Regions from separate parts of the Mus musculus genome. Here region 2 is linked to region 1. Evidence: chromatin contacts called from public Hi-C data. All regions are on one chromosome and are shown on one strand. Each heading gives the region's core, a stretch centred on a gene start, on an enhancer-like site or on the middle of the called end of the contact. The rest is flanking DNA. Distances are from core to core; before and after follow the strand shown.

Region 1 (3,641 bases), core at 353-2,852:
TGTCCAATAATGGGTTTATTGAGTAAAAAACTGTTCTTTATCTTTTGGGTTTGGGTTGTTTTTTGTTTGTTTTGTTTTGCTTAATGCAGAGTCTAGCTATGTAGCCCACTAGGAAATGCAAACAGGGAAAGCAACACTGATCAGGCCAGTGTGCTCGTGGAATTCAGCCACTACATATAACTCAGAGCAGCATCATGAGTGAAAGGAAGACCCTCTCTACAAATGCCTGAGTTCTCTAGGTGTCAGTAAAATTTATACACATTAAATATATAGAAGACAATTCTAAATCCATTGTATAACTAGAATAAAATGTTTTACTATTTTGCTACTTAAAAAAATCCTCACTAATATACTGCCTTTATTAAACTTTGAAAGGTAGTTAAATTAAAGCAAAAATTTTCTACTTTTCACCAGGTGATATTTCCCAGCTGTCTCTCAAAATTAAAACATTTTCCATAAATGATTTAATAAATGTTTGGTTCTCAGGAAGATATTAGACAGACCGATTAACAATAGCCACTTGAATCAAGCTGACAAGTTACTTAGTGAAAACCAGCCAGACTGAGGAGCCTTGGAACAGGTGAAGAGGGAGCGAGAGAATTCAGGCAGCTTGAACTCACAGGAGACCTAGAGAAAGGCAGGCACCACCATCAGAGACTTGCAGTGAGCTCTCCTGGGGAGTACAGCAGAGGACCGACAAGTTTGAGCATGAACAGAACTAAGGCACAGTGTTGGGAGCACAAAGGTCCTTGTGCTCACAGATAAGCACTAAAGAAACCAGGAATGTTAAACACTCAGGGCTGTTTTGTGAAAGGAAAAAAAATGTATAACCTGTTTTCTGCCCAAAAGACAAGAAATGGTGGGGGGGTGTCTAACTGCCTAGAGTCAATGGTTCTCACCCTTCCAATGTTGTGACTCTTTAATACAGTTCCTCGTGGTGTAGTAACCCCAACCATAAAGTTATTTTTCTTGCTACTTCACAATTTCAATTTTGCTACTGTTATGAATCATAATGTAAATGTCTGATATGTAGGATACTGTAAGCTACAGGTTGAGAAACACTGGCCTTGGCAAACCCCTGTGCTATCTGTAGGGCCAGGATTTGCCTGGCTCACCTAAGCTCCCACAAACAGGACCAGAGGTGGTTGATGGTCTAAATAACCTGTATGCTGTCTGTATGACCTAGACCACACCAGATCCTCCCCGGACCCCTTAAGATAACACAGGTAGGCTATATCTAGAACCCATCTTCATAGAAGAAATATACTTTGAAAAAACTTTCAATGTAATTATGCCTCTTTGTGCATAGGGGATGTATTACACTATAAAACTTTTTTCCAAATTGTACTGTACTTAAATATGTCTAATATAAACTGTCTAGTATTAAACTGTCTAAGTTTGAATCAACACCAGCTAATGAGTCATGCTGAGTCAGATTCCCTTCTTGCCTCATGCAGATCGTTACTCTGCAGGGTCTGGTGGTCACAGAGACCCCCACAGCAAGGATGAATCCCTGGGAAAGATGAATCAGTACCTGATCCCCAACAGCAGCAAGCTGCACCTGCAGCCAAGCCAGGAACCTCACAACTCTAGAAGTCTGGTTTTTGTATTTGGCAAGAATTAGCTATTGTGTAAATACTGGTTTGGTCCAGCCTAACAAATCTTCTGCTGGTTCTTTTTTTGGTGGTGGTGCTAATGTCTTGAAACAGCATCTCATGTAGATCATAAAGGCCTGGCCTTGAATCTCCAGCCTCCATCTCTCTAACCTGATCTCAGTAACCATGTCTGTCCCCAAACAAATCTTACAAGACTCCAAAGAACCAAACTGTTTTCAGTTAACTTTACTGTGGTTTCAGAACAAAACTCAAAGATATTTATAGGAATTCAAAAACACCAGGACCTGGGAAATTAGAATTTACAGTGTCTGACAACTATTCAAAATAGGAGACAAGAATGAGAAAAATAAATTCACTTAAATATACTAAAAGCTGATATCTGTACTTTAATTATCACTTTTTCAAAACTGATAGAAACTAAATGAGCAAGATAGTCAAAGACTCCAAGCACATGAATGAAGAAAATGGCACAGCACAGAAAACCTCAAGCCTCTAACCAACATAAAAATTCTAAAGCGGGGCTGGAGAGATGGCTCAGTGGGTAAGAGCACCCGACTGCTCTTCTGAAGGTCCGGAGTTCAAATCCCAGCAACCACATGGTGGCTCACAACCATCTGTAACAAGATCTGATGCCCTCTTCTGGAGTGTCTGAAGACAGCTACAGTGTACTTACATATAATAAATAAATAAATCTTTTAAAAAAAAATTCTAAAGCAGCCAGGGTGAGGCAGAGACATTAAGTATAGTAGCAAAGGTAAGGATAGCATCCAGCTCTTGTTGAAATCAGTGTAAGTGAGCAGATGATCAGGTAAGATTTGAAACACCAAGGACCTTGTCAACCTAGTACTCCATACTTATAAAACTGTCTTTCAAAGCCAAGATGAAATAGATTTCTCAGACACATGAAAATTGAACTATTCCCAACAAACCTGCCCTATAGGAAATATGAAGTCTTTTAGACAGAAGAAAAGGCATTGCACCATAGAGGACTGGAGAGATGACTCAGTGGTTAAGAGCACTGACTGCTCTTCCAGAGGTCCTGAGCTCAATTCCCAGCAACCACATGATGGCTCACAACCATCTGTAATAGCATCCAATGCCCTCTTTTGGGGTGTCTGAAGATAGCTACAGTGTACTCATAAAGTAATTAAATAATTCTTAAAAAAAAAAAAGTATTCCAGCACAAAATGTGGATCCCCTTAAGGAAATAAAGATAGCTAGAGATGCAGTTACAGTTACATCTGCTTCATTAGCTATCTTTGTTTAATTCCTCTGCATAGCCCAGGCTATCCTGAAACTCACTTTGTAGACCAGGCTGGCTTCCAACTCAGATATCCACCTACCTCTGTCTCCCCAGTACTAGGACTAAAAGTGTGCACCACCACTTCATTAATTACCTTTAGAGGCCAGTGAGATGGCTTAGTGGGTAAAGGCACTTGTCACATAAGCCTGGAAACCTCAACCCCATCCCTGAACCCACATGGAAACTCCTGCAAGCTGTTTCTGACCTCCACATGCACGCTGTGGCACACAGGCACATGCACACATGCATGCATGCACACAAACAAATGTGCAATAATTTTTTTCAAAATTGTTTTCTAAAAAATTAAATAGCTTCTAAAATAACTAAATAAGATCAAAGAGCCAAGTTTAGGGGTATATATCTGTAACCTCTATATTCCCCAAGTTGTAGAGGGATGTCAAGTTCTAGGCCAACTCGCTGTTATGTGAGTAAGACCTTATCCTAAAACACCACCACCACATTATATATATAAGTGCGTATATGTATACGTGTATATATGTATGTATGTATGTATGTATGTATGTATGTATGTATGCACGCACACACATATATGGAGAGGGAGGGAGAGGGAGAAGGAAAGAAAGAAAGAGAGAGAGAAAGATAGTTCCCCCTCAAATTCCATGTCCAGTAGACACTCTCCCTTGTCACTTAACATTCAGGGATCATAAAACCTACTTAGTTAAAATAGGAAGGTTATTTCCCTTACTTGAAATGCAGTGAAC
Region 2 (3,641 bases), core at 611-3,110, 73 kb after region 1:
TCTCCTAGAACTCACTATGTAGACCAGTCTGGCCTCAAACTAAGAGATCCACCTGCCTTTGCCTTCTGTGTACTGGGATTAAAGGCGTGCACCACCATACCTGGCTAAGTCATCTATTTACTGATATATGGTCTTCTTAACTACCCAGGCTGACCTGGAGCTTACTCTACAGCCCAGGTTATCCTGCTACTCTGATCTTCCTGCCTCCGACTCCTGAGTGCTGGGATTGCAAATGTGTGCTATCACATCTGGTTCCATTACCGACTTTACCCTGACAGACAGCAAGAGACTCAGCTGAGTACTACCTGGGAGAACCAACTTAGGAAATAGTAGTTTGTTGGTAAGGGACCCGTGTGCCCCAAAGTGAAAGAACAAAACCCTTCTGCTCAACGAGACTCGGGGGAAGAACCGCAGAACTGTGAGAAGAGCAGCGAGGTTGGCTCTTCACACAAACCTTCCAAAGAAGGAAGTTGCCTTTTCTTACCCCACTACTAAAAACATGAACGACAGGCTCATTTCCAAACAAACTATGGTAAATAATCTCCAGAAGGAAATCTCTGCCAAAGAAATTTAACATTTTAATTGATGTGCTATAAATAGAACACTGACAACCATACATTAATATTCTTGCTTTGATAAACTAAGCTTCCAGTCAAACTGTCAAATACAACTTCAGGACTCCCTGCAACAAAACGCCCAGTTTGCTATCTTAAGAAACTGTCTTCTTTCCTTTGGCTTACAGTCTACACCATAGAAAATTGAATATAATACAAAACAATTTACTATCTATCCCAGAAGGCTACAGAAAACTGAACCACTGTTAGGATTTAATAATACAGCTTTAATTTCTTGGGCACTTTTGATCATATAAATATATAAATCTTAACAAGGAAACACTGTTCACTGTAATAAAGGCCATAAAAATAACAGCTCTGCCGTATTGCACCGATAAATTAATTCAGTTGGCTTCCCCAGGTCCCCACCAAAGAGCTTTCGAATCCGAACTGGAAGACATAGAGACCTACACTCTTGGCATCGAATACTGACGATGTCAAGTCGTTTGCAGAAAATAAACTTTAACCTTTCACATCCCGGCATCACATACGCCAGTTCACAGGATTTCTTAACACTTGGGACAAGAGTCTCGCTGGAGTCCTCATGCGGTGGAGGCGCACACGCTCAGAGCTGCGGTCTGTCACCGCAGCCAGGGAAGTGGTCCTCGGTCCGAAACAGGACTGGCGGCTCGTACGCCGCGCGCTGGGGCCCGCTGGGCGCCGACCTGAAGAGAGCGGGGACGCTGATGGTATGCAGCAGCCTCCGGAAGGCCCGCGGGAAGGTCCCCAGCTCGGCTTCGGCCTTGGCGACCTGCTCCTCCATCCTGGCCACGCTGCTCCCGATCATCCGCACGAAGGCCTCCAGCTTGTCGATCCGGCCGTAGATGCGCCTCATCTCGGCCGCCTTAGCGTGGATCCGGGGCACGCCCTCGCCCACCACATGCGACGAGTCCCCGCGGATCATGTCCAGCATGCCCACGAACTCGTCCACCTTGGCCAGCAGCTCCTCCAGGCTGGCGTCCAGCGCCTCCACCTCTGGCCTCGGTCCCGCGCTGGGCAGCAGGCTGGAGGCGTAGCCCGAGGCGGCGCGGCGCAGCAGCGGCAGGTCGCGGCCCGGCGCGTCCTCGGGGCCGTCATCGTCCCACGGCCCGGACGCGCTGCTGTGGCTCTGCGAGACGTGGCCGCTGTCCCCGCTCCACGCGGCGCCCAACGGCTCGGCCTCCTCGGTAGAGACCTCTCGAGACAGGGTTCCGACGGCGGGTCCTTCCTCCATGGCCCGCTCGGCCGCTTCCGGTGCTGAGCGATTGCGTTACGGTCTGAGATGCCTGCTTCCGGCGCCTCCTAAAGACGTCACGCCCCTAACAAGTAGCCAAGCCTACTATCCACATGCCCAGAGAGCCCGCAGTGCTTCTGGCTGGCTTGTCGGTGCGTTCGTAGTGTGTGCCAGCAGAGTTTGCACAAGTTAGTAATCCAAAGAGGGTGACAGACGATTAGAGGATAGATAGAAAGATGGGTAGATGGCAGATAGATAATAGATGACAAATAGATTAGACCAGTGGCACAGGCCTTTGGTAGCAACACTCAGGAGTCAGAGGCAGACAAATCTCTTAAATTCAAGGCCAGCCTGGCCAGTTTCACGCCACCAAGGGTCCTGTAGTGAGGCTCTGTCTCAGACAGACAGACAGATCAATAGATAATGGAATGATAGGTAGATTGGTGGTAAATTGACAAATGATAGTGTCAGAGAAATACATTGAAGCAGAGCTGAGGCTGTCCATACCGTCACAGCAGGTTACCTCTGTTGCTCCACCTGCCCTGTAGCCAGCCAAGGCTAAATCTCCGTAGATGGAAGGATATTCCAAAGCCCTGTCTAGGAACTGGGGGACTCCAGGTGTTTGAGCTCAAGAATAATACAAAGAACTTCTCATTTTTATTATTAAAGGAAGCAAAATATGAGGTGACATTTATGATTAGTTTTAGCAAATACAAGTACAGAAAATATACCTGGTGTTATCATCTTTGGTCTTGTGAAAAGAGCCAAGAATATCCCTCCTATTTGTCTTTCCCACAGAGATAACGGGGACATGCCAGGGCATTTCCTGCACGTCCTTGCGTATCCTCTTATCACAGTTTATGTAATTCTTTCTAGAAGGCCACCTTGTGGGAAGAACATCCCACACAATGGCCTATCCGTAGTTCACAGTAAGTTCACAGCTCTCTTAGACTTGTTCCCACATCTATCCACTGTGTAGTACCCACCAGCACCCATGTGAGGCTCCAGCCTGCCTCTTTTCCCTTACCAGCGATAGCAAAATAAACTGTAAGCAAAAGCAAGAACAGTGGAACACAAAAGTCAACCTAACGAGTGGTCATCTCAGCCTCCTCACAAAAGAAGTACTCTCACCCAAGCATGGATTCCATCACAATGCTACCAGAAAAACAAACAAACAAACACAAAAACAAGGTAGGAATAAATTCTTAATATTCATAGAAACATCCAAGGTGGCGTCTCTGAGACCCATGCAGTCTGGCAGGTCCTTGGGAAACTTAGGGCCTTATTCTTCAACATTGTCAAGTGAAGACAGGCATAAAGTAGAGATGCCCTTGTCTTGATGGGATTTGTAGTGGGTATTTTGTCCAAATGGCCTGGACCCCATTGTCAGGAGACGTAAACCAGATCCCCAATAGGGAACAGTTAGGAAAAGTGTTGGCTGTTTACTATTGACATACTCATACACAGGCAGGTACCCACACGCATCCTGCAAAAGACTGGGTGGTTGGAGTTTTGTTAGGTGTTAAACACATCCTCTCTCTGGGTAGAGCTCACATGACCTCTTTTCCCACTGGGAATTAGGAATTAGAGAAGAAAAACAACTTTGAGCAACAAAATAGAGAAAGCTACAAGCTGCTTCAGTTCTCCATCATGTCAGTCCATCTGGGTCAGCTGACTGGAGTCTATCGCTGTGAACCTGAAACACATCGCGGGGAGAACTTGCCACGGAGACAAAGAATATCAGCCTTTCATAGCCCAGGATTAAAAAATAATAATAAAGAAAAAAATACTAACTGCTCTTAAAAATGCTACTT

What was found. A called contact is a pair of places that touch in the nucleus more often than the background predicts.
Region 2: a contact with region 1 is called in a Hi-C map of bone marrow-derived macrophages, with 58 read pairs. The contact joins the promoter of Bloc1s4 here to the enhancer-like site in region 1. A contact is called at or near these places in 18 of 39 promoter capture datasets (the 3T3-L1 cell line, 3T3-L1-derived adipocytes, the C10 cell line and 12 more), 3 of 15 datasets of contacts at CTCF or cohesin (CD8 T cells, large pre-B cells and pro-B cells), 74 of 484 Hi-C or Micro-C datasets (the 4T1 cell line, the 63-12 cell line, the AML12 cell line and 46 more), 25 of 115 datasets of contacts at active chromatin or transcription factors (the 230-238 cell line, CD8 T cells, the HPC-7 cell line and 19 more) and 3 of 9 other capture datasets (adipose tissue, liver and pancreatic islet).

What each region holds. Positions count from the first base shown.
Region 1 is chr5:36,674,154-36,677,794 of GRCm38.p6, forward strand. All of the region lies in intron 1 of D5Ertd579e (DNA segment, Chr 5, ERATO Doi 579, expressed), which reads right to left. Among named protein-coding and RNA genes, the nearest start is that of Gm24878, 9.5 kb to the left of the region's middle. Within about 2 kb of position 1,603, at least 46 of the 459 cell types and tissues checked have an H3K27ac peak or open chromatin away from gene starts, as enhancers often do. A contact at or near this core is called in the 4T1 cell line, the C2C12 cell line, the HL-1 cell line and 9 more, where this site is marked.
Region 2 is chr5:36,746,819-36,750,459 of GRCm38.p6, forward strand. Bloc1s4 (biogenesis of lysosomal organelles complex-1, subunit 4, cappuccino) reads right to left here and starts at 1,861. Exons shown (of 1, transcript NM_133724.3): 1 at 556-1,861. The coding sequence starts at 1,827. The coding sequence ends at 1,180.